5 separate regions of the Mus musculus genome follow, and all the other regions are linked to region 5. The links are chromatin contacts, called in public Hi-C, HiChIP or PLAC-seq and Micro-C maps. All regions are on one chromosome and are shown on one strand. The core of a region is the stretch at or near the end of the contact, and the rest is flanking DNA. Distances in the headings are between cores, read along the strand shown. Region 1 overlaps Adam12 (a disintegrin and metallopeptidase domain 12 (meltrin alpha)). Region 2 holds the start of Ptpre (protein tyrosine phosphatase, receptor type, E). Region 3 has its middle 16 kb from the start of D7Ertd443e. Region 4 holds the start of Adam12 (a disintegrin and metallopeptidase domain 12 (meltrin alpha)). Region 5 holds the start of Insyn2a (inhibitory synaptic factor 2A).

The links. Hi-C and Micro-C count contacts between places; a contact is called where the count stands out from the background. HiChIP or PLAC-seq counts read pairs in DNA pulled down with a chosen protein or histone mark.
Region 1: a Hi-C map of cortical neurons shows a contact between it and region 5, with 3 times the contacts expected there. The contact joins the enhancer-like site here to the promoter of Insyn2a in region 5. A contact is called at or near these places in 1 of 39 promoter capture datasets (embryonic stem cells), 1 of 484 Hi-C or Micro-C datasets (cortical neurons), 2 of 115 datasets of contacts at active chromatin or transcription factors (astrocytes and embryonic stem cells) and 1 of 9 other capture datasets (embryonic stem cells).
Region 2: a Micro-C map of embryonic stem cells shows a contact between it and region 5, with 6 times the contacts expected there. The contact joins the promoter of Ptpre here to the promoter of Insyn2a in region 5. A contact is called at or near these places in 5 of 39 promoter capture datasets (embryonic stem cells, frontonasal cranial neural crest, hippocampal neurons and 2 more) and 1 of 484 Hi-C or Micro-C datasets (embryonic stem cells).
Region 3: a Hi-C map of cerebral cortex shows a contact between it and region 5, with 3 times the contacts expected there. The contact joins the enhancer-like site here to the promoter of Insyn2a in region 5. A contact is called at or near these places in 1 of 484 Hi-C or Micro-C datasets (cerebral cortex) and 3 of 115 datasets of contacts at active chromatin or transcription factors (embryonic forebrain, embryonic hindbrain and forebrain).
Region 4: an H3K4me3 HiChIP or PLAC-seq map of embryonic forebrain shows a contact between it and region 5, with 8 times the contacts expected there. The contact joins the promoter of Adam12 here to the promoter of Insyn2a in region 5. A contact is called at or near these places in 7 of 39 promoter capture datasets (the C10 cell line, embryonic stem cells, hippocampal neurons and 4 more), 4 of 484 Hi-C or Micro-C datasets (cerebellar granule neurons, cerebral cortex and cortical neurons), 5 of 115 datasets of contacts at active chromatin or transcription factors (embryonic basal ganglia, embryonic forebrain, embryonic hindbrain and 2 more) and 1 of 9 other capture datasets (liver).

The regions. Positions count from the first base shown.
Region 1 is chr7:134,023,472-134,028,012 of GRCm38.p6, forward strand. The region is part of intron 3 of Adam12 (a disintegrin and metallopeptidase domain 12 (meltrin alpha)); the gene reads right to left. It overlaps Gm39103 (a long non-coding RNA gene), which reads left to right. Exons shown (of 3, transcript XR_870012.2): 2 at 2,692-2,841. Among named protein-coding and RNA genes, the nearest start is that of Gm39103, 3.0 kb to the left of the region's middle. Within about 2 kb of position 2,945, at least 95 of the 459 cell types and tissues checked have an H3K27ac peak or open chromatin away from gene starts, as enhancers often do. A contact at or near this core is called in cortical neurons, where this site is marked.
Region 2 is chr7:135,536,047-135,540,303 of GRCm38.p6, forward strand. It overlaps Ptpre (protein tyrosine phosphatase, receptor type, E), which reads left to right and starts at 1,778. Exons shown (of 21, transcript NM_011212.3): 1 at 1,778-2,070.
Region 3 is chr7:134,378,928-134,383,476 of GRCm38.p6, forward strand. It overlaps a transcript of D7Ertd443e not described here. Among named protein-coding and RNA genes, the nearest start is that of D7Ertd443e, 16 kb to the left of the region's middle. Within about 2 kb of position 2,659, at least 35 of the 459 cell types and tissues checked have an H3K27ac peak or open chromatin away from gene starts, as enhancers often do. A contact at or near this core is called in cerebral cortex, where this site is marked.
Region 4 is chr7:134,221,805-134,226,661 of GRCm38.p6, forward strand. Adam12 (a disintegrin and metallopeptidase domain 12 (meltrin alpha)) reads right to left here and starts at 3,293. Exons shown (of 23, transcript NM_007400.2): 1 at 2,983-3,293. The coding sequence starts at 3,073.
Region 5 is chr7:134,935,540-134,940,330 of GRCm38.p6, forward strand. It overlaps Insyn2a (inhibitory synaptic factor 2A), which reads right to left and starts at 2,891. Exons shown (of 4, transcript NM_001143802.1): 1 at 2,173-2,891. All of the region lies in intron 27 of Dock1 (dedicator of cytokinesis 1), which reads left to right.

The DNA of each region.
Region 1 (4,541 bases), core at 1,695-4,194, 910 kb before region 5:
AGTATTTGACACCTTTTACAGACAAAGGAGCAGTCTTAGAGATGTTAGGAAGTCTGTCCAAAGTCAACACAGCTACTCGGGAGTTAGGATGCTAAGACATCTTACACCCAGCCCTTGAGTACACATCTACTTGTAAGTGAAGAAAAATGTTTTCCTCCGCTTCTACCCAACACCAGGCTTGGATGGTCTTTTCAAGGAACAATGTTCCAACTGAAAAACTGCAACTAACATGCAGGAGAGTTAGAGCTGAGGAATATGTCTCTTCAGGCTGTCTGGCGCTGTCGGAGAGGACTAGGGTCACTCTGACGTCTCTCGTCACTTATGAGGCTAGCTTTCAGTTCCCAAAGGGTTTCTGTGAGTATCTGGGAGGGAACAGTGCTGAGGGATAACAATTTACATGGGAAGACAAAAAAAAAAAAAAATAGGTCATAAATAAACACACAGAGCAGCCTGGCTCTGCTTCTTTTTCTGTGACCTTGGGAACAAGGCCTTTCCCCATGCTGGTGTGTTCTTATTTGTAGCAGAGGTGGCAGTGTCTGCTTTCGAAGGTTTGATATTTCAAAACATTTAAAAACACTCTTGGCTACATTGTACATTTACAAAGGGAACTATTATTTTTAATTATGTACATGCAAAACACTCTCTCCGTCTCCCTCTCTGTCTCTGTCTCTGTCTCTCTGTCTCTGTCTCTCTCTCTGTCTCTCTCTCTCTCTGAGGCCAGAAGAGGGCATTAGATTTCTGAATTTCTAGAGCTGGAAACACAGCCTGTCCTGAATTGCATACTTTGGTGTTCTGTGAGTCAAACCCAGGTCTTATTGTAAGACCAGTACCTGCTCTTAACTGTTGAGCCATCTGTTCAGCCCCAACAAAACTGGAGTAATTATGGCTCACTAGCCTGTAGCTCTCCTCAGTACCCCCCCCATCCCCCATCTTCTGTTCCAGCACACTCTTTCTCTCATTTAAGTGCTAGAGGAGTCTAACACAGTCCCACACTTGTTTTGGTACCATTCTGGTCCTCTCTCCTCATCTTATGAAGCCATGGTGATATTTTAAAGGAATTCTCCTGCATACAGTGCACACCGCTTCTGCCAGACTATTGTGGATGGCCAGGCCATTTTGCTTTCTCTCTCTGCTGAGCCTTGTGGGTCCATTTGGTTCCCTAAAGCCTGTGTCCTCCTTGTCTGAATCTGCAGTGCACTTCTTTCTTCCTCTCCATGGCCGTTCAGTAACCCTAGCTCCACAAGTGTCCTCTTCTTGTGTCAGAGTGACCTTCCTGCCTCTTCTTTCTCACCCTGCATCTCCTATTTGCCCATCTTCTGGGCCCTGCGTGATCCTTAGTTGCTCAGGGGTTTGTCTGAGGTGTACAGTCCCATCAGGGCAAAGGCTGTCTCTCCCCTCGGTTCTTACACTAGTGCTTCCAAGTTAGTGTGTGCTCCGTAGATGTGTGTTGAGTGAGCTGTGTGTTAGTTACTGCTGCATGGCTGTGACTAAAGTCCCCACAGACAGCTGAAGGAGGTAGGGGTTATGTTGGCTCATGGTTTCGAAGAGTTCATGCACTGGTATTTATAGAATACCTCATAGTTTCTGTAGTCAAACCTGGGTCGGATAAGACCTTACATGTTTAATTCAGTATGTTACTCCCTGGACACATGCCCATTTTATTGGACAAAATGGTACAATGTTATTAGGCATGTGGGGTTGGGGAGAGTCTTCATGTCAGAGAGAAAGGAGAATGGATGAGCAGAGCCAACATCCCCCTAGAGACCTGTCTTCAACTATCTACTCCCTCCAACCAGGCCTTACCTCCTCAAGCCTTCACAATCTCCCAAATGCTCACTAGCAGCTGGGGACCTAGGCTTTAAGATAGCCTGGGGAGGAGGGGGAGGCGGATCTCATGTGCAAGGCCAGCAAGTGCGAAGAAGACACAGTAGAGGACGTGGCTGGCTGACACACAGGCATGAGGAAGGACCTGGGTCCCCAGCATCTCTGTAAAAGCTGAATATCATGGCATGGCATTGCAGGGTTGGGGGAGGAGACAGGGAGATTCCCAGATCTCACCAACAGCCAGCCTAGCCAACCAGTGAGCTCCAGGTTCAGTGAGGGATGCCGTCCTAAAAATGAGTCAGAGATTGATAGAGGAAGACACTGATATGTGGCCTCCATATGCATGTGTACACACACATACAGGAGCATCTGCTTATATGTACAGATATACAAACATGTACAAATGCCATACACACACACACACACACACACACAACAATGAAGAATAAGAAAGATATATCAAATACAGTAACAGATAATATTAACAGTAATTGTATTGTTACTGCTTTCCTGGTTTGAGGAAGGAGTAGAAGTTATCATTACTCTAAAGTCAGTAGCTATCAACATCAACAAAAATCCTGAGGAGATAAGATACTCTCACCCTTAAAAATTCTATCATTTGGTATTTAGTTCATACAGAACTATACACACACACACACACACACACACGTATATATAACATATGTGTATGTATATATGATATATATGTGTGTATATATATGTGTGTGTATATATATATGTATGTATATATATATATTTATAGATATCTTCAAGGAAATGTTTCTAAATTGCTAGCATTAATGAAACATTTAGCAAATTGTTAGGAACCATCAAACTGACTTCTTTTGTTTGTTTGTTTGGCGACAGAGTCTCATCATGTAACTCTGGCTGGCGTGGAGCTCAAACACCTTCTAATCCTTGGATACACAGCCTTGAGCTTCAGAACGAGCGTGTCTGGTATACGTGTTCCTTCCACATACCAGCTACCCTTGGAGAGCACTCAGGTCCGCCAATTGGGTAAGCTTTTTCCCAGTAATCTGGAAGCAGTTCAGCCCGCTCTCCTCACCGGCACTGCATGAAGAGGATCTTTTATTAATTGGTGCTCGGGGCTGAGGGGGAGTTTCTTGGCCTAGGCGGAAGCCAGCCAGCCAGCTCCCAGGCAGACGTGCAGGCTGGCCAGCTGGGCTCTCTTAGACACTGACCTACATTGAACCAAGCTCACAGAATGTGTGTTAGATCAAATTTGTTCCTTTCTGCTTGCTCAAAGTGAGTTCTGCTCTGCAAATTTCCATGATATCGTTGCCAGGGAGTGATACAAGACAGAAAAGGACCCCCCCCCCACCCGTTCCATCCTAGAGATTTCTAAACCAGCCCACAGAACTGCTCATGGGCTCTTGCAGAGGCCACCAAGAAATGCCTCTGCAGTTTGAATAGATGGTTTCCTCCCTTCCTGAGACGGGGCCCCTGACTATGAACCTGAGTGTGCAGAGCTCTCATCAGTGGGGCACACACGCTTTCCTGCTCAGTTGAGTTGGGACATCCTAGGAAAACCCCTGTGTCTGCCAGCAGCCAGCATGCACCGCTGCCTGCAGGAGAACTTACAAAAGGGAAGTCCGTGTCTCCGGGACAACAAAAGGATATTAAATATAAAACTGTAGAACAAAACAATAAATCCCACCTGAGGTCTGCTTGCTGGGTTCTGTCTTCCTGGGGAGGGCTATTCTGTCTTCCTTGCTCTAAAGAAGCTACAGGGAGTACTTGTAATCTTCAAGCCCGGTGTATCTTCCTTTCTGTAATTGACCTCCAAGGACTGGGCTAATCTCTCGGTTTCTTCTCTTTTCTGTCTTGAACAAAGCTTTGCATTTAGGCCTCATGTGGCTTAGAGCCCAGGGGAAGAACCATCCAAAGCCAGGCCAGTAACAATGGGCCGTGGTAGGGTCTCTTTCCAGGATAAAGGCTCCCACGATCAATTATTCCCACAGTGGGCCTTTGACTTGCCTCCCTCTGCTAGATGGGCTATGGAAGGAACACCCTCCCCCAGCGCCTCCAGTTTGCATTCACTTCCAGTCCTGTAGGTTAACATGGAAGTGTAGCTAATCCTATCAGCTAATTCTCTACTAGAACGTAAGTAGTGCAGTCAGAACAGTGTTCTGGAATGTTCTATGGCCCTCTCGTTGTGTGTAGAAAAGGCCAATACTAATGGCTGTATGGGGTCAGTTAGACAACTTACTATATGGCCATGTTTTCTAGGGCTGTGAGAAATTGAAATCTGCAATAGGCAACATGGCCTCAAACCATAAAATCAGTTAAAAGCTGTGGAAGGGGGGGGAGGGGGAGTTGGTCCACATTTGATTCACACAGTAATTTCTTTTATTTGCGATGTCTCTGGAGTCGTGTGCTGTACTTAACATTCTAACCCTGGGAACATCTTTATAAAAAGCTGGAAATAGAGGCAGTGTGTGTGTGTGTGTGTGTGTGTGTGTGTGTGTGTATACTCATGTGCCTGGGTAGATGTGTGTGGAAACAGGAGGCTTAATCTCCTTCCTAATTTACTGTTCACAGATTATGATCTCCTGGGTTCATTTTATCAGCTGCCAGAGCTACAGATACACAGATCCACACCATTACATTTTTTACTCAGGACTCGGAGATCTGAATACAGCAGGTCCTTATGGCTATGCAGTAAGCACTTTACCTAATAAGCTATCTCCCAGCTC
Region 2 (4,257 bases), core at 528-3,027, 600 kb after region 5:
AGGAAGTAGCTTTTCTAGAGCACTGAGAAAAAGGATCCATGGCTGCATTAGATAAGCAAGGGCTCAGGAGTCACTGGGGAAGTTGGGCACAGCATCACTGCAGTCAGGTTTACTTGGGGGTGAGGGATGTCTGAGATCAGAGGACAGTGCTGTCAGAGGAGAGGCAAGCACAGCGAGGAAGAGAAGGAACTTTATTCAAGATGCACAGAGGCAGAGTCAAGGCCCAGAAAGCAAGAGCAAGAGCTGGGGCTAGACTGGCAGGAGGTGCCTGAAGAACTGAGCTTGCTGGTTGGTGTCTGGAAGGCCGAATGCTTCTGAATGATGTGCACGTGAAAGGTGTTACAGCTCTGGAGAAGCCCCCGGAAGCAGGGGTGAGTGAGGCAGGAAAGGAAGAAGACCCAATTTCCCAATTCAGGTCTTCAGAGACAGAGGTGCGTGGGGCAGAGAAGGAAGACCTGAGCTTGGGTCCTGGAACATGGGCAAGGAAGAGCATTCTTAGCATTCTGGAGGGTTCCACAGTTCTTCAGGCTTCCAGTCTACAGCTCTGTCCAGTACAGGCTCCAGCCAACTTAGGAGTTGACTGATGGCCCTTTGAAACTGTCACCTTATAAGTCAGCTTGGCTCTGCAGCTCTAACAGCAGTAAACTGAAGGGTGAGGTAATATCCCACGCATGCCTTTCTTGCCATTCATTTACTTATTCCCTCCTTCATTTATAAGCTCTGCAAGCAAGGTCCCCAACACAGAAACAGCATCCCCATGAGGCTATGCCCTGGCCCAACCAAACAGGTTCAGAACCAAGATAGACACCATGGCTTTGTTGTGCTTTCTGCCTTCCAGTCAGGATGTTTTATTTCTGTTGCTGAGAAAAAATATCGGGGGGGGGGGGAGTAAACTCTGGAAGAGAGGATTTCTTTGATTCACAACTTCAAGCTACAGTTCACTATTTCAGGGAAGTCCAGAAGGAAACTTCAGACATCACCTACAAAGTCAAGAGCAAATGGATTAAACCCACCCTTGCGTGCCCAATGCCATTTAGCCTTCTCCCTTATACTGTTCAGGACCCCGGTCTTAGGGAATGGTGCTGCCCACAGTGGAATGAGATTCCCTTTATCAATTAACAATCCAAACAACCTCCAATGGGCATGTCTGAAGCCCAACCTGATCTAGATGATTTCCCCATGAGTCTCAATTCTAGGTTGTGTCAAGCTGGACTTCGTTTATAGTCCAAACTAAACCACTATGAAATAATTCCCCAGAGCAGCAGATCTGGTCCCTGTACTGCGCTCTGCTCCATGTGTGTTTAATTTTGCCAGACATTTCTTACTAATTGTATACCCCCAGCACCCACCATGGGGCGCCCGCACACTCTTTTTCTGGGAGGGAGTGTCTAACATTTCTCAGCTCTGCCGACTTCTCTGAAGCAGGGCTGTTACCACGGGTCCCAGCCCTGCTTTACCAGTTGCGAAACCTTAAGTGCCACACTACTTTGTGGTGTCCAGAGCTAAGGCTAAATAGAAGGGACGTTGAGTTTTCTCTATGGCTCGTCTGAGTGCCATCACCTTTTAGGATCCTCCCTGATAGAGTGTCCAGTCAGAGTGCCAGGAGAGAGGGCATGTTCCTGCATCCTCCCAGTGTAAAGGCCAAAGCTCCAGGAGGGTGAGCGCCCGCGGTGCGCTCCCAGAGCCAGGCACCAGGCGTCGCCGTCGCCCCTCGCAGCTCCACGGCCCCGCCCCCGCCGCGGAGCTGGAGCTGGAGCCGGAGCCGGAGCCCTAGCCCAGAGCTGGAGGCGGCCGGACCGGGCCAGACAGATTTCCTGCTCTCCTGTAGGGCTGAGGGCTGCCGGCTGCGGGCTACGGGCTGCGGGCTACAGGCTACGGGCTACGGACTGCGGGCTGCGAGAGAAGTCACCGGCGGCGCAGGTACCTCACTGCCTACGCGCGTCCCCACGACCCTCCCTCGCGCCGGCGGGGACAGCGGACGCCCCGGAGCGGAGCGCGTCGGGCGGGCGCCCGGGAGATGCGGAGTCGCCGCGGCGGAGCGATCGGGGCTACAGCACCGGTCCCTGGGAGGTGAGTGGCGCGGTGAGGGTGGGTGGCAGTACGTCCGGAGATGGCCGTGCTCCCCGTGCACATTGAGCAGACCGGGATATCCTGGGCCACTGCCAGGGAGAAACGGGTCGTTGTACGGGAGCTGCGTCCGAGCCAGGTCCTTGCCATCCTCCTAGTGTACAGGATGCTAGCGACTGTAGACCCTGCGACCCCAGCTACCTGCTCGAGACGCGGTCCGAACTTGGCTACCACCTAGGCAGCTCTCTCGGTGAATAGCTACACAGAGGGCGTGTGTCTGTGGGTGGCGACTGTAGGAAGAGGACAACAACCTGGGGATGTGTGTGAACGCAGTGGAAACGGGAGTGGGTTCCAACCGGTGTGTTGGGGGCTGCGCACGCAGGGCTTAAGACTGGAGCTTTTCCAGAAAGTGACTCGAGTTGCGCCAACTCCCGGCGCAGCGGGGGCGCTGCGGGGATGCTGGCGCCCGGTCTAGGGCCGGGAGCCTTCCCCGGCAGGCGTCAGTTGGGGATTCAGGGTCAAGGTGGAACCTGGCAGGTAGCTCAGGTATGACGCCACGAATTGCAGTCCGTAGGGGGACCTGAGGAGGTCCTGAAGCCAAAGGCCAGCGGTACCCATCTTGGTGCTTCCTGGGACCATCTGGGGAAGGCTTGGAGACCCACAGGGTGATGAGGTAGAGCCAAGCCTGAGGACTAGGGACTGGATCTGACCTAAATTCCTTTCAGTCATGAAGTATTGTTCTAGAGAGGTTAGAGTGTGATGCCTGTAGGTTTATATTGATTTATAACGACTCTGTAAGTGTTGGAACCTCAGCAACTACAGGAAGAAAATGGAGCCTTGACTGTGTCGGAGAGTTTGAAGGAAGACCAGCAAAGGGTGCTCATGTGTTCTAGAAATGATTGTGTCTCTTGCCTAGTCACTAATGTCCTTGCACCTAAGTGCCTCGTGACCCAAGGTGCCTGGACACCTTTGCAACAATGTTTATGCATTTATTTTCCTACAATGTAAAAACCTATGCTTAGTTAAAGTGGAGCTGGGAAATGGGGGTGGGAATGTTTTTCCAAAGCTGAGGGACTAAGCCAAAGGGGGCATGAAACAGTAGGTTGCTGGTGGCTGCCAAGGTCCCTCAGCTTTCAGGACATGGACAAAAGGCTGGGTCTCTCAGTGCAAGTTCAAGGTCCTGGGGAAACAAAAGGCCAGGTGTTGGTTAGCCTAAAAGGTGGGGTCCACATTGTCAGGGAGAGGGTTTCTGTCTCCTGAATGCCAGGTTTGGGCCCAGGTCCTAGTTTCTTGGGATCAATGTTGCCTGTGGATCATCATCAACACAACCCAACAGTTTTCTGGTTCGGAAGTTGGTAGCATTGTTTGTCTTCCTGAAAGGCCAGGTCATTGGGCAAGCTGGATCTGATAATCCAGGACCTCTCAGGCAAATCAGCCCTGAAGTTTCAGTAAGGGAGTTGTTGTCCTTGAATGCTTCCTGGAGCCCCTGTCTGGTCACAAGGTTAGAACAAGGCTGGCCATTGGTTCCCAGCCTGGAAACACATTTGTCTCTGCTGTGGAGGCAAAGTTGGCCCAGCAGAGCTCCTGGGTCAGCAGTCCTGCCACTTCAGAGATGGCCTGGAGGAGGACTTGAAACTCTGCCCTTGAAACTATCCTGGGAGTGATCTCCTCAGCCCTAGGCATTCCTGCTCACAAATCCTTTCACCCCGAGGAAGCGCAGGGAGGTGTGGGAAAGGCCATTACAGTTGTCAAGTTGTGCTTCTGAGCCTGGTTGTCCCTCATTGATCCTCACGGCTCCATCTCTGAGGACATTTATTGAAACCACGCCCCTGCTAGTCAGAGACAAATTGGTAGGCTGAGGCATGTTCTGCAGTGCACCTGGTATTTTCTTCCAGGGCAACAACCTTACCGCCAACATGTCCCAAATCAAAGGTGTGCCTTCATTGCCCCCGACTCCACACACTCACCTAACTTCTCTCAATGCTTTCTTCACCCTTCCGAATGCACTAGCCTCCTTTCTGCATCTAAAAGGGATGCTGAACAGGGGCTTAGGTTAGGACAGGACTGTGAGCTCAGCGCTTGGAAGTAGTTTCTTGCTGGCTGCTGTTGGGTGGAGAAACTGGTGATGAAGTAGGCCTCTCTGGAACATGTGTGCTTATATGTAAGGCTCTCTGGAACATGTGTGCTTAT
Region 3 (4,549 bases), core at 1,409-3,908, 560 kb before region 5:
ATTTTAAAGAGAAGGAGTGAGGTATTGCGGTCTACAAAGTACAGAACGTAGAGCTGGAGCCAGGAGGAGCAGGAGTTCAAGGTTATCCTTGGCTACATAGCAACCGTGGAAGTCAGTGTGCACTACATGAGATTATCTCAAAACTAACCAACAAATAGCAAAACACCTGAAAAACCAACGGGAAATATCAGATGTAAACCTCCAATCTCAGGACTGGAGAGGCAGAGGCTGGGTGAGGTTAGCCTGATCTATAAAGATCAAGTTCCAGCCCAGCTTTTGCTTGACAGTGAAACTGTCTCAAGAAGAAAGCAAAACAAACAAATCGAGGCTTAAACTCAATCAAATTTAGAAATGGAAGCTCAAACTCAGAGAAAGGAATTGAAGCCAGACCTCGTGTTTCCAAATGAGAGCACAGCCCCCACCAGGCTATGGGGCCTCGTACAAACAAAACGCCTTCATCCAGTTCTCTCAACTTGAGACCAACACCTCAGACCAGGGAGTGAAGCCACAGCTGTGTGTTCACCAAGCAGAGTATTCTTGAGTCATTCACAACCCTGTCTGACTCTGATTTTAAAAAAATAAATAAATAAATAAAGTCACCCACTTTAAGTCCCCTGAAAATCCCACAGGTTAGCGGATGGGCCAGGCTCAGAGGCTCAGAGGCTCAGGGGTGGTTGCTCAAGGTCTTTGTGTTTCTCCCAAAACATAGGGCCTCTGAGGGATGAATTAGGCAATCCTACCCTTCTCTTGGCCAGGCCTAGAACCACAGGTACACCTGAGATTAAACAAACACAGGAAGGTAAAACTCCAGAGGCCTGAAAGCAAGGTCGGGCTTATCTTCTCTCCTCACCCAGATAACAGGTAATTGCTTTTTTATCACTTGCACATGGAATTTGAAAGTTAAAACGGAGGATGGCTTGATATCACACTTAACGCCGTGCAGCACACAGATCCTCAAGGGCCACTTCTCCTGAGGACCCCAAGTCAAGTCTCCTGGATCCACTAGCACAGTTCAATGAGGAAAACAGCCAAGGCCTGACAAGCGTCAGCCCATCCGCTGAGAAGACTTTCTAGAGCTGATAGCACATGTGCAAAAGAAGTTGTAAATTGTCATCAGTGGTCCCAAGGTAGCCTTTACCTAAGGAGAGATGTTTGGGGGAGAGGGGCACATACCAGGGAACGAGAATGTCGTTGCTTAGCAACCTGGAAAACCCCTCAGCCCCAACTCTATGGCCCATGAAAACAGAATATCTTCCACAGATGGAGCTTCTGATGGCAGTGACCAGAGTAAAGAACCTCCCCACGTGTCAGCCCTGTGGTGCACATGTACGCACGCACCCAGAGGCCTCTGATCCTAGCTTCACAGGCCGTTCTCCTGCAAGATTTAGAGCCTCAGATACCCCACTGTTTTCAAGTTTCCCTATGGCTTGGCTCAACAGATGCAAACTCCTTCTTGTCTTACAGTTCTTTGATTTCTCCCCCAGCACAGATTGCTCTCTTTCATCTGGACTTGATTCCCCAGGGTTTGGCGTGTTACTGGAAAAGAAAAAAACATCACCCTTGATCATGTTTATTGAATGTTGTTGTGGGTTGAACCATGTTCCCTCAAAATCCCTGTGTTCAAATACTAACCCCAGCATGTCAAATTGTGACCCCATGTGGGGAGAGGACCTTTAAAGATATAATCACGTTAAAATGAGGTCTTGGGTCAGGGTGGTTTCTAATCAAATCTGACTAGTGTGTAAATGGGAAACTAGAGGCAGAAACACACACATGGAAAGTGTCAAGCAGAGGTGCAGGCAGAAGGGGCTGGACACGTAGCTCGGTTGGTAGAGCTGTTGTCTAGCCCAGAGCCCTCAGTTTGATCCCTAGCAATGTATAATCTGGGCGTGGTGGCACACACCCATAATCCAACACTCAGAAGACAGAGGAAGGGTGATCAGAAAGTTTGGGCTTATTAAAAATCATTCTTGCCTATTTAATGAGTTGGAGGCCAGCCTGGGATACATAAGACTCTATGGCAGCTCATGCCTTTAATCCCAGCACTTGGGAGGCAAAGGCAGGCGAATTTCTGAGTTCAAAGCCAGCCTTGTCTACAGAGTAAGTTCCAGGAGAGCCAGGGCTACACAGAGAAACCCTGTCTCAAAAAACAAAACCAACCAAACAAAAATAACAAAAAAACTCTACCTCCAAAACAAAATGGCATGCGTAGAGACATGGTGTTGTTTCTATAAGACAAGAGACCCCAACGATCACTTAAAAGCCACCAGAAGCTGGAGGAAGCCTGAGGCAAGTTTCTGGACTTGGGAATGAACCCACCTTGCCATCACCTCAATCGTGGGTATCCGGAGGTTCCAGGTGTGAGTTTGTCCGAGTCTGTCTCAGCCTCCTTGCTGCTGTGGCAGTTTGTCACAGCCTCTCTGAGAAGTGTACACTTGGCACCTGTGGTCACAGGTCCTCATCTCCTTTTCTCATTTAACTATTTGACATTTCTGGGAGCTGTGGCTCAGAGAAGCAAACAAATGGATCTAGCGCCCCCTCTGGCCCCCAAGGGGAAGGGTGAGATTTTAACCCAAGTAGCTATATATCTGGAAGTCCATACTGGGAGCCTTGCCTCTGGCCTCTGCTTATTCTAGACTTGAAGGAGTTTCCCTTCAGAGTAACCAAAAGCAAAGCCATCTGCTAACTGTGTGGGGAAGCCCCAAAGCCAAAGCATTATGAAACATTTAACATGATGGTGGGAGGCACCGTGCCAGCTGAGTCACTGCCAGAAGCTGGTCCTTGCTGATGGGCAAGAGACTCTTGGCTACAGGAAACTGAGCCTGGAGCTAAAGTAGCTTTGAAGTTGATTAAACCTCCAGGGTTGCAGGGAGCACGAGGCTGGAGGAGGCCCCCACAGTCCAGACACTGAGTAGAACAGTACGAGGGAACTCTGACGGCGTTTTGGAGCACTTGGGAAAGGCTTTTCACATTGGAATTCTCAGAAATCCTATTCTAGTTAGGAATAGTGCATCTAGCAGGGAAAATAGACCTGTCATGAATAGAATAGCAAATCTCTGCCAGGTCTGTTCTGTAGTGGAAAGGCTGATATTGGTGTAAGTAGGGGCGTGTGTGTGTGTGTGTGTGTGTGTGTGTGTGTGTGTGTGTGTACTATGTAGGGATTCTTAATTGCTCACGGGAGCCTCTTCAGTCATACTTCATGGCAGGACAAAGGTTTCATTCAAAGCAGTCACCTCCAGCTACTGCTCTTATTTAAAATTCTTATTTAAAAGTCAATAAATACACACATCTTACGGTTTTCTTCTCTTCTACTCACACAGGCTAAATAGTATAGAGATCAATCCATCCCATAACTAGAATACTCACAAAATAGCTAAACATTAAACTCTGAGGGAAAAGAAGCAAAATAAATAATGCTTTTTCTGGTGCTTTCTATGAAAATAGACAACATTTCTAAAAGCAACATATTCTAAAGGTCTTAGCAAGTACTTTGCTAAGTGTATTATATGACTTATGGATTTGGGGAGAACTCATTATAAATAATGAGACTCGGTGTAGTAAATCATGAAGAGCCAAACAAGATGTAAAAATCGGGGAAGTAAGACCACAGGACCTGCCAGCATTGTGAGATCAGAGAGTGAGAGATGGGCTAGAAAGATGCGCAGCAGCTAAGGGAGCTTGCAGCTCTTTCATAGGACCTGAGTTCAATTCCCAACTCAGGAATCCTCAAGTGCCTGAAACTCCAAATCCAGAAGATCTGATACCCTGCTATGGTCTCTACAAGGCACCCACACATATGTCGGTTTAGACACACATATGCATACATTAAAAAATAAATAAAAATTTAAAAAGAAAGTAGGACTCATTGACCTAGAGTCAAACCAATCTACAAGGGACAATAACTGTGAAGAACAGCAGCATTCAACAAGGAAATACCAGGAGAAAACAAATTAACACTAGCAACAAAAAGCCAGCCTATCTGGAAACACATCTGAAGTGAAATACGCACGACCTATATTTAAAGTGTGGTAAAATCATACCAGAGGAAATGAAAGAAAAACCAAACAGAGGAGGTGTGACACGTTCCCAGATGCAAAGGGAACTGCTGTAAATTCACTCTGCCCAGATTAACTTATATAATTCTATATTTGGTCCATAAATTGACAATCTGATTTGTGAATGTATGTGGGAAAGAGAACACATTGGGAGAGTCAGGTTTGTTTTAAAGATGTACAGAGATGGCTACACCAAAGCTGACTTCACAGTGGTATTAGGTAAAGCAAGCCCAGGAAGAGGTAGACAGATCAGGGAAATTAAAAAGGGAGCTTTGGTTTTTTTTAAAGACTTAGTTTGTGAAAGAGAGACCTCAAGCCAGAGAACAGAGAGACACCGAAAGTATTAGTCTGTTTAGGAATAAGATCATGCTGTACTCTACATTTATTTATTTATTTATTTATTTATTGGTTTTTCGAGACAGGGTTTCTCTGTGTAGCCCTGGCTGTCCTGGAACTCACTCTGTAGACCAGGCTGGCCTTGAACTCAGAAATCC
Region 4 (4,857 bases), core at 2,043-4,542, 710 kb before region 5:
TATCACTGGCCTGCAACGCCTGTGAAATCATTCCTACATAGTTCACTTCATAGTGGCTTTCCATGTCGAAAAAACAAAAACAAAACAAAGACAATGACAAGAAAAACCCTGCCACACTTGTGTCTCCTGTTAATTGCAACTAAAAGCAGACTTCATACATTCACAAGTTATCCATCTTGGGCTGGAGAGATAGCTCAGGGGTTAAGAGTACTCACTCACTGCTCTTTCAGTAGATTCAGGTTCAGTATCCAGCACCTAAAGGACTACTCACAACCATCTGGAGAATCTAGTTTCAGAAGAGCTTGTTCCCTCTTCTGGCCTACACAGGCATTCAGGCTTGTAGGATAGACACACACGCAAGCAAAATACCCATGCATATAAGATACTTTTCAAAATGTGTATCACCCAGATAGAGACCTCAGAAGTTTCTGTAATGTGTACATTGCAAAAACACAAAAACAAAAGAAGGAAGAAAAAGGTATTTGCTTAAAAAAGAATTAAGGATGTGAGAAAACTTTCCAGGCCCTTGATTAAAGACAGCCTTGAAGCAATCGGTGAATCATATTCCTATAGAAGAACCAGTTTGAGGGGTCAGAGAGATAGCTCAATCTAGAAATTGCTCACTGTGGAACCATGAGGACCTGAGTTCAATTCCCAGGACTCATGCAAAAAGTCAGGTTTGGTGGTACACACTCGCAATCCCATGGCTACAAGGCAGGAGAGATTGGTAGGTAAGATCCCTAGGGCTTACCAGCCAGCCAGTCACACCTACTTGATACATTCCAACCAGTGATAGACATTGCTCATAAAAGGAGGATGGTAGCTAAGAAATGACACTGGAGGTTGATTGTCACCTGTCCTCTACATGCATCCCCACACCCATAAACTCTCACACACATACATGAACACAAAAGTAACCGGAGAGTTCTGAGAAAGGCAACTCCCAGGGTCTGACTGAGGATGGACTGTAACAACACTGGCTACAGTGTTAGAAAGAACACCCATGGGAAGATGAGAGGAACATCAAGTGTACAGCTCAAGAGCTCCCGGGACACAAGTGAACTTCTGCAGAGGGATGTGTGGATGGCAGCCTGGATGGGAATATGCACTAAAGCAGAAGGAGCTAGGGAGATGGGAATACACGGGAGCCTCAGGGATGAAGTGTCAGCATGAGGCATCCGGAGGAAGCATCAGACATCATCCCTGCAGCAGGGAAGACTGCTGTGAGTGCGGTAGTTGGGATCCGGGACTCTGTTTTGGATGTGTTTGTGCTTAGCTGCGCTGGAGCTCGGGGTAATGAACGAGGCTACGGTCAAACTCAGGATATGCTCAGCCCTCGACAAGTAATGATTCCTTTCGTCTGCCAACATGAATAAATGCTTCATGTGTTTGCATTTTCAAACATCCTCAACGACAGGACTTGGGGAACGGACTGAGAGTTGATTCTGAGACTCTTAAGTGTAAACACACCATGAACTTGGAATATTAAACCACAGTCCTTAAACCATTGCAAGTGTGTTGGCCCTACTGCTGGGCTGAAGATGTCTGCCCCATCCTGAGGCAAGGCTCTGTCTGCCGAGGCTGCAGCCTCCCTCCCGATGAAATAACTCCCCACTATTAGCTTTATTTAATAAACATTTGCCTCTAAAAAATATCAGCTGTGCTTGGACTTCTGTTTGTGTGTGTGGAGCACATGCCAAGTTCAAGGCCAATTCAGACATACTTTGAAACTGAGTTTACATGTTTCTAAGTACATTTGCTGTTCAACCTTCAAAGGAAACCGTTTGTACCAAACCCTCTCAAAAACACCTTTGACTGCGGTTTTCACCTGCAGGTCCCAGAGTTTTCTAAATAGTCGTCAGCGTTGTTGCCCTTTTCGCTGATGGTTGATATGTACAATTGTTTAATTTAATCACCAATTCGCCAAGTTGGTCTTTATTGCTGTGTAGGTATTTATGGGAGCTAGAATTTGGTTACATTATGGTAGACAGGCTGGGGGTCGAGGATAACAGTGACAGTTGAGAAATGAAATGTTTCGTGTTGGAAACAGTTGATGATGGGGGGCTAGCTAAATGCCTGATACCTAGAATCACAGAAATAAGAGTTGGAGGCCAAGGTGAATCATTCATTGGTGAACAGCGCCCCTAGCGGCAAAAGGGGCCGGCAGCAAGGGTGACTAGGGAAGCTCCCGAATTTTAAAAAGGCACCTGCTGTGAGTTCTCATTATACAAACAGGATCCACAGGTGCCCGGGCTTTAAGAAGATTCAACTCAGGAAAATACAAGTCTATAAAAACTCCTTTAATGTATGCACTTTTGTTTAACTCTGGAGTGGGTACTCGCGCTACACGAGGTCTTGGTGTAAGCCCTTACTTACCAAGGATGAGCAAGAAAGGGGAATGAGTTCTGTTAAAGTTTGATCCTTACTGACAATTAGCGAGTGAAGCCAGAAATCGCTAAGGGCCACGAAGTCAATTGAAACAAAAAAAAGTAAAGAGCGCTGCAGGTACACCTGTGATGGGAGGCCGCGGGGGGCGTCCTCTGCATCCCCCAGCTGTGTCAGAGCGGGGGTGGAAAGGAAACCTCGTGGGGAGTTGACTCCGAAGCTGGGTGAAGGAACTCACTACCCCACTGGATCAGGAAAACGACCCCACGCACACCCTCCCAGGAGACACGTGTAACTGTCAAGACACTGTGAGCCTTAGGAGCAAATGTCACTCCAAGACATTTCATTCAGACATTAGCTGCCTCAAGGCCCCCAAGCAAAGCGTCTTCTTCTCCCGTGCCACCCCAACCCAACCCCCGGAGTGAGCACCTGGCGGGGGACCAGTGTCAAGGCTCTGGGAGCGCGAGCCAGGGGGGTCCTCAGATGCGCCCTGGGTGCGTTTGCTCTCCCTGTGGCTGTGGCACTCGCGGAGACCCTGACTTGTAGCGAGGTGGCGGGGAGAGGACGCGCAGGCAGCCGCCTGTGCGGGTGACTTACCTCGGGCTGCACGGGGCGCCAGCAGGGCCCCAGCCAGGGCCAGCAGGAGGGCGCGGGCGGGGGGCGCGCGCCGCGCCGGGCGCTCTGCCATTGTCGCCGGCCTGGCGTGCAGCTGCTTCGGGGGCCCCGCGGCCAGCGCTGCAGCATCCCACGCGGGCGCCGAGCTGGGGGAAGTCCTACTGCCCTGAGTCTGCCGCGACCCCCTCGCGCAGCGCCCGGGTCGCTGAGCAGCGAGTCTAGCCTTTCATTTTTTCAAAAAAAAACTTTCTCCCCTCCCCGTGTGTGTGCGTGCGCGCGCGCGCTACTCTGGCACGAGCCGCCCTTGACCGTTGCAATAAATGAGCAGCCTGTCCGAGTTGGCGCCGGGGACCAGCGATCTGAGGGCGGGCCTGTGCAATGGATCCGCGGCCAGCAGTCGCCGTTCTCATTACCACGGAACAAATTAGCGTCTCCCCCGCACCCCGCCTTCCTGCGGCGTCCCGCGGGTCCTAGAGACCGCTCCGGGGTCCCCGACAGCCTGGGTCCTATCCACTCCCGGGGGTGGCTGGATGCAGGATACCCTCAGACCCCTTGTGCGAGCCGCCGCGTAGACCAGCTGTGTGGCGCAAAGGCGCGAGAACGCACACTTCCCAGCCTCAGGATGATGTGGCCGCGGGGCCCGGGGCGCCGGCAGCCAAGAGCACACGCGGCGCCGGGGTCCAGCTTTCCAGACTGAGGCTGGAAAGGATGACTGGGCTGCTAGCTGCTGGCTAGCTGGGAACCGGCGGGACGCGAGGAACAGGTCTGGTATATGGTGCACAGCCAGGCAGCCTGTGGCTGGACGTTCCAAACCGCCAAACCAGTACCTCACACCTCAGAAATAAGATTGAATTTACAGTAGCAGGCACTCGGGCACAGCGTTTTCGCTGTGGTGCTCTGGTTTTGATGCTGATAGATTGGCCAAAGTTTCCTTTCAGTTATCTAGACCCAGGAAAAGGTCCAGATACGTTCCAAACTTCACTGATCTTAAGGGGCACCTGGCTTGGCTGGTTAGAGATGCAAATTGCAGCCGGACTTGGTGATGCATGCCCTTCATCCTAACATTTGGTGGGCTGAGACAAGAGGGTTACTGCAAGTTTGAGGCCAACAAGGGGCTACACCCTGTCTGGTTCAACCTGAGCTACCAAGTGAGATTCTGCCTCAACAAAAAACCAAGATAGTGGGCAAAGCCTGACGGGGAGAGAAAATGCCAATTGCCAGGCAGCCTCCTACATCTTCAGAGTGAGCTGTTCTTCGGGAACACAGCTAGGCTAGCCCCAGTAAAGGGATGGAAGGCCTCACCTCAGGGTTATAGTTGTACCCTTCCCCGCCTTCTCATTGGCCTGACATATTCCTAATCGGACTCTTTGTGTTCCTGAGAACCAAGTGAGAAGCAGCAGGCGACAGACAGACAGACAGACAGACAGACAGACAGACAGACATCTGGAGAATAATGGCCACTGTGGTCCCTAACATGGGAACTTCTTAGAACTTGTAAGGGCTCAAGGGGATGCCACACCCATCCTGGCCAGTGAACCAGAACCCATCTTGGGCCTGGCAGTTTTCAAAGCCTTAGTTGATTACACTGCAGCTGGGGGTCGGGCCAACCACAGAGATTCTGTTCTGGTCCTACAGCTTCCCCTGTTCTGGGTCAGATCTACAGTATGAGGAGAGTCGGGTTGGGGAAGGCTGTGTTCCTGACCACCTCGCTGGAAAGTAGCCTTACTCTCCAGCTGCCTCTCACCAGCAGTGGTCTGCAGTAGTCTCTCACTTCAAAAATGACATAGGACCTTAAAAGTGAGAGGCCTCATATTCAAGTCAGAGCAGGCATCCTTTGAAATCAGCCCAGTCATCCAT
Region 5 (4,791 bases), core at 1,641-4,140:
TCAAAAAATGCCTCTTCCTGGGGCAAAATAACTGTGACAGCATAGAAGCTCTCTGTGGTAAACTGAGGTAGCAGGATGACTGGATCTTCAGTGAGCCTCCTGAAGGCTCACTTGGAGCTTTTTGGTGCTTGCCTTATTAGCCTGCTTCTTAACCACTAGTTATGTTTCTCAGTGGAATAATGGACCTGATTTATGTCAAAACCCCAATGTCTTAATCACGATAATAAAACAGAAAGTCACAGCAACTATTGTCACCTTAAGACCTGCTTCGCTTCTCAAGGACATCCTGTCTTTAAAGAGAGGTCTTTGCTTCAGATTAATAAAAAAATAAATTGAATCAGCACCTTTTAAAGGAAAAGAGGAATTTAATGAAGAAAACAGAACTCCATTGCTCCCATAATTGATGCCAAATCCTGCTATGCTAGGCTAGGCTTCTTCCCTACCAAATTCAAATCTGATAAACCCATCCTGGAACGCAGTACCCTCTCACGTAGAGAGTAAACACGGACAGTAAATTAATATCTGGAAAGGTATGCAGATGGCAAGACTTCCTTTTTTTCCCCCCTCTTTGAGCTGTTTTGTGCACGTTTGCTAATCATGCTTGCAAAAAATTGCAAAGATAAATATGAACTTTGAAAAGTAGCATTCAACAGGATGTGAGTGTAAGAAATAGCACACCATGAATAGTAAAACCCAGCATGTTCCGCCTCTGCGGAGTGCAATGATTACGGTCTGTTCAGCCTTTACCGTCAGCTTCATAAAGGCAGTAGCCTTCTTATTTATGAACTACTCATGGGGGGCGATCCAGCTTTTATGATCTGAATGGTATTTTTTAATCAGGTCCCTAGCTCTGTAACCTTGATCAAGCCCTGATCGGGCTGTGAAAAAGTACCCCCCGCAAGTCATTTTCTAAGAGAAAGACTTCAAGCTACTGACCTCAACCCTGTGCTAGCCCTTGACTTGGTGCTCTGAAATGATCTCATGGGTTCTTAGCCAAGGCAGGGCTTGCCCAAAGTTCCTTCCCACTCTTGCCAGTTTCACCTCGGGATGCTTCGGCAGAATTTCAGCACCCAAGCAGACAAGGTCAAATTAAACTGCTTCTCCTGCTGCCTCTAGCTCATGAGTCCAACAGGGCAGCCAGTCCCCCAGCCCCAGGCCTGCATGCACCAAGAGAGGGGAAGGGACCTGAGCCCTGATCTGCAGAGAGTAGAAGGCACCCATTTTTCTTCCTTATTTACTCCAGGGGTGCCTCTCCTCCCCCACTCTGGCATCCCTTTATCACTGGCTCCATCTCCTTGTGGCATATTTTCAGGGTAGTAGAATGTTGAGGTCACAGGGAGAGGCTCCTTTTCTTTTTCAAGCAGCAGAGACGCCAGCCTGGAACCCTGAGCATGAACAAGCAAGATGCCGAGTCTTGTTCTTGACTTTGGGCTCTAGTCTCTGCCCCTGCTTGGGGCTGGCCCCTGTTCGTTCCTCTTTCCTGCCCTCACTAGCTCCCTAGGATCCGCAGCATCGGTTGGTTTCCCACGATTGTGCAGGTCAGGCATGTGCACTCGGAAGCTCAGCGGGGTGCAGACCCCAGCTCAGAGAAGGTGCCTATACCCGTAACCAAGAGAAGAGACCAACATTTCACGTGGGCATTTTTTGCCTTCTCTCCTGCTTCGGTCTTTGCTCAACAGCAGGCGGCAGGGCCCCTCTGCTCAGACTTATTCCCCCCATCTCCCTGAAGTTAATCAGCTGTACTGTACTTGGCAGTTCGCTTTAGTTTGGATAATACTTTCAAAACCTCGAACGTTCCAGGGAGATGGTCGTCCCCAGAGCCCCCAACCCCCTCCCGCCCAGTTCTGCCTGGCCAAGGATGTCCTGTGCTCACAAGGCTGTGGCGTTTGTCTAGAATAGACATCATATTCCCGCTCCTCCAAGACTGTAGCCAAAGTTGCCAGATGCCCCTGGGCGACTAGGTCCTGCCAGATGCAGTTGCGTAACCTCGCCCCCCACCTTCGCCGCTGCCCGCCACCGGGTCTACACTGGGCTACACCCGCCGTCCCGGACCTAGGCGAAGCCAGTTTAGGGGCTATTGCGTGCGCAAGAGCCAGGGTCTGCGCCCATCTGCCAGCGGTCAAGTACAGAGGGCTTGGGGTGCAGGAGGAGGGCATGCTGGGCTCTGCTTACCTTTGGCTGCTTACTGATAAGTGGAGGTCGGTGCAGCGCCTGGCTCGGGCATGTCTTGCCGCGGACCCTGGCAAGCCTGGCGCGGCACGGAGCACTCGGGGCAGAGCATCCACGGCAAGGATCTCCGGGCTCGCGCTGAAGGAGGCTCGGCTCCGGAGACTTGGCCAGCTGCGTGCCCGCCGCCCGCCCCCTCCACTGCCACGGGCCCGGCCCGCCCGGCCCGGCCGGCCCCCGCGCCGCAGCTCGAGTCCCTTCGGCTCCTGCTCAGCGACGCGCACGGGGAGGCAGTGGTTCGGCCGGCTCCGGGGACGCCCGCGCGCTCGCCCGATCGCGGCGCGGCGGAGCCAGCCACAGCCACCCGGCTCCGTGCTCCTCAGATGTCCTCATTTACTGCAATTGTCTTCGGCGAGATCCGGGAGCCGGGGCCGGGAGGAGGGGGCGGAGACGGGGAGGGAGCGGGAGGGGAGTCCTGGCCGAGGCACCAGGTCCCGGCTACTCTATGCAGCCGAGCGGCCAGAGGACTGAAGAGAGGGCACCGGGAGCTGCGCGCCAGTCGCCTGTGCGCTCGCCTGCCACCGAGGCGGGCGGAGCCCCGGGGCCCGTGGGGCGGGGGTGGGGCGGGGGCGGGCCAGGCCGCGTGCGTGGGGCGGGGGCCGGGCGCGTGAAGGAGCCCCTCCAGCCAGAGACGGATCGCGGGCAAGAGGAGGAGGAGGAGAAGGAGGAGGTGCTGGAAGCAGCCGCTGGCTGCTGCCTGTGCGCGGAGCTCCTCAGCCACATTCCTAGGGTTTCTGAGCTGCAGGCGGCGCTGCGGGGCCCCTGGAACTTGTTGAGTCTACCTAGGAGCCACCTCAGGCAGGCACGGGGACCCTATTGATTTCTTCTTCAGGAGTGGGGCTGTCTATAGGAAACCCTGCTTGATGGCTTTCTGTGGTGTCAACCAGCCTACCCCTGCTGGGTAGTTAATACCCTAGATGGGAGTGGACATCTGGGCAAGGCGCCCGCCCCCTCACCTGCAGATGTGTCTTTGGAGAGACTAGGGATGAAGGTTTCTCTTGCATTTTTTTACGTTTGTAACCAACCAGGAGTCTGTCCCTCAAATAAGGATTTGAAACGCAGACCTGTTTATTGGCCTAGGGACAAAGTAGAGAGTGTCTGCCTGCCTATCAGCTCTGTTGCATCCTGATAATTTGTGGACATGTCAGAGCAGGCATCTCCACTGTTCCTCATCTGGACCTCCTAGTCCCTCTGCCCCTCACCCCCCTAGAGAGGCAGTGGGAGATTGTGTTTGTTTTGATCAGAGTTAAATAAACTCGGAAAAGAGATTTCTTTAGCATGAACAGAGGACAATTCCCAGCATATACCCCAAACTCCACCAGAGTCTTGTGAGCTCTCTGATGCAGGTTCAGGGTCTTCCCCGATGCCTAGCAGGGCTGAGGAGCAGACACTGGGACTAAGTATTCTTGCATACAGGTCTCCCAGCCCTACCTGAGACATACTGGAAAGTAGCCCCCACCGATAACATGGTGGTAAGCTTTGGCCAATGAACTGGGATTCAGATGGGAAATGCTCTTAATCACCCACCCCTACAAGCACACCTTTCAGACAGAAGACAGGCTCTGGTTTGTTTCTATGTATCCTTTTATCCCTGTATCCCATCTTAGTATTCCAGGCCACTCCATTGCTCTATCCTCATACAGTGGGCTGATAGAGCCCAGCTCTCTGTTTTATATATACTTTCAGCTCTTTCAAAGGGCTTTCTGTAAGATACTGCATTGTCTATGTAGGATGATGTGTCCACACGTTTCAGGAGGAGGTCATTCTAAAATATCTTCCCTTTGCATGGAGAGAGCACCAAGCCTGAGGAACCCAGACTCTGTCCCTCCCACTCTTTAAAATGCCCCTTAGGACCCAGATTCTCCCAATTCTGATTGCCAGCCCATTTATGTCTTTAGGCCTGGAGGCGGCTGGGATCTGGCTGGGGAAAGGGCCTGTGTGCCGGCTGCTTTTATGTCAACTTGATTCAAATTGGAGTTATCTGAGAGGAAGGAACCTCAATTGAGAAAATGCACCCATAAGACCCAGCTGAAAGGCATTTTCTTAATTAGCAATTGATGGGGGAGGGCCCAGCCCATCGTGGGTGCTGCCATCCCTGGGCTGGCGGTCCTGGGTTCTGTAAGAAAGTAGGTTGAGTAAGCCATGAGGAGCAAGCCAGTAAGGAGGACCCTGCATGGTCTCTGTATTAGCTCCTGCCTCCAGGCTCCTGCCCTGCTTAGGTTCCTGCCCTCACTGCTTTGAATGATGAAGAGTGATTTGGAACTATGATTGAATTAAACCCTTTACTCTTCAAGTTGCCTTTGCTCATGGCACTTCGTCACAGCAACAGTAACTCTGACTAGGACAGTCTGCAAGGGTGAATAGACTCTGCTACCCAGCTAGAAGCCAGAGGGCTGTGTAGGATGGGACTGTGTAACAGCAGATGGCAAGACTTCCTGCCTGACATGCCTCCCGCTGCCCCCTTCCCCAGGTGTGCTCTTACATCTTTGGGAATTCTGTCCAGAAAACTTTCTGTAAATCTTACCTTATTGTAAATCCATAAGATTAGAAACCCCTTTTCCTATT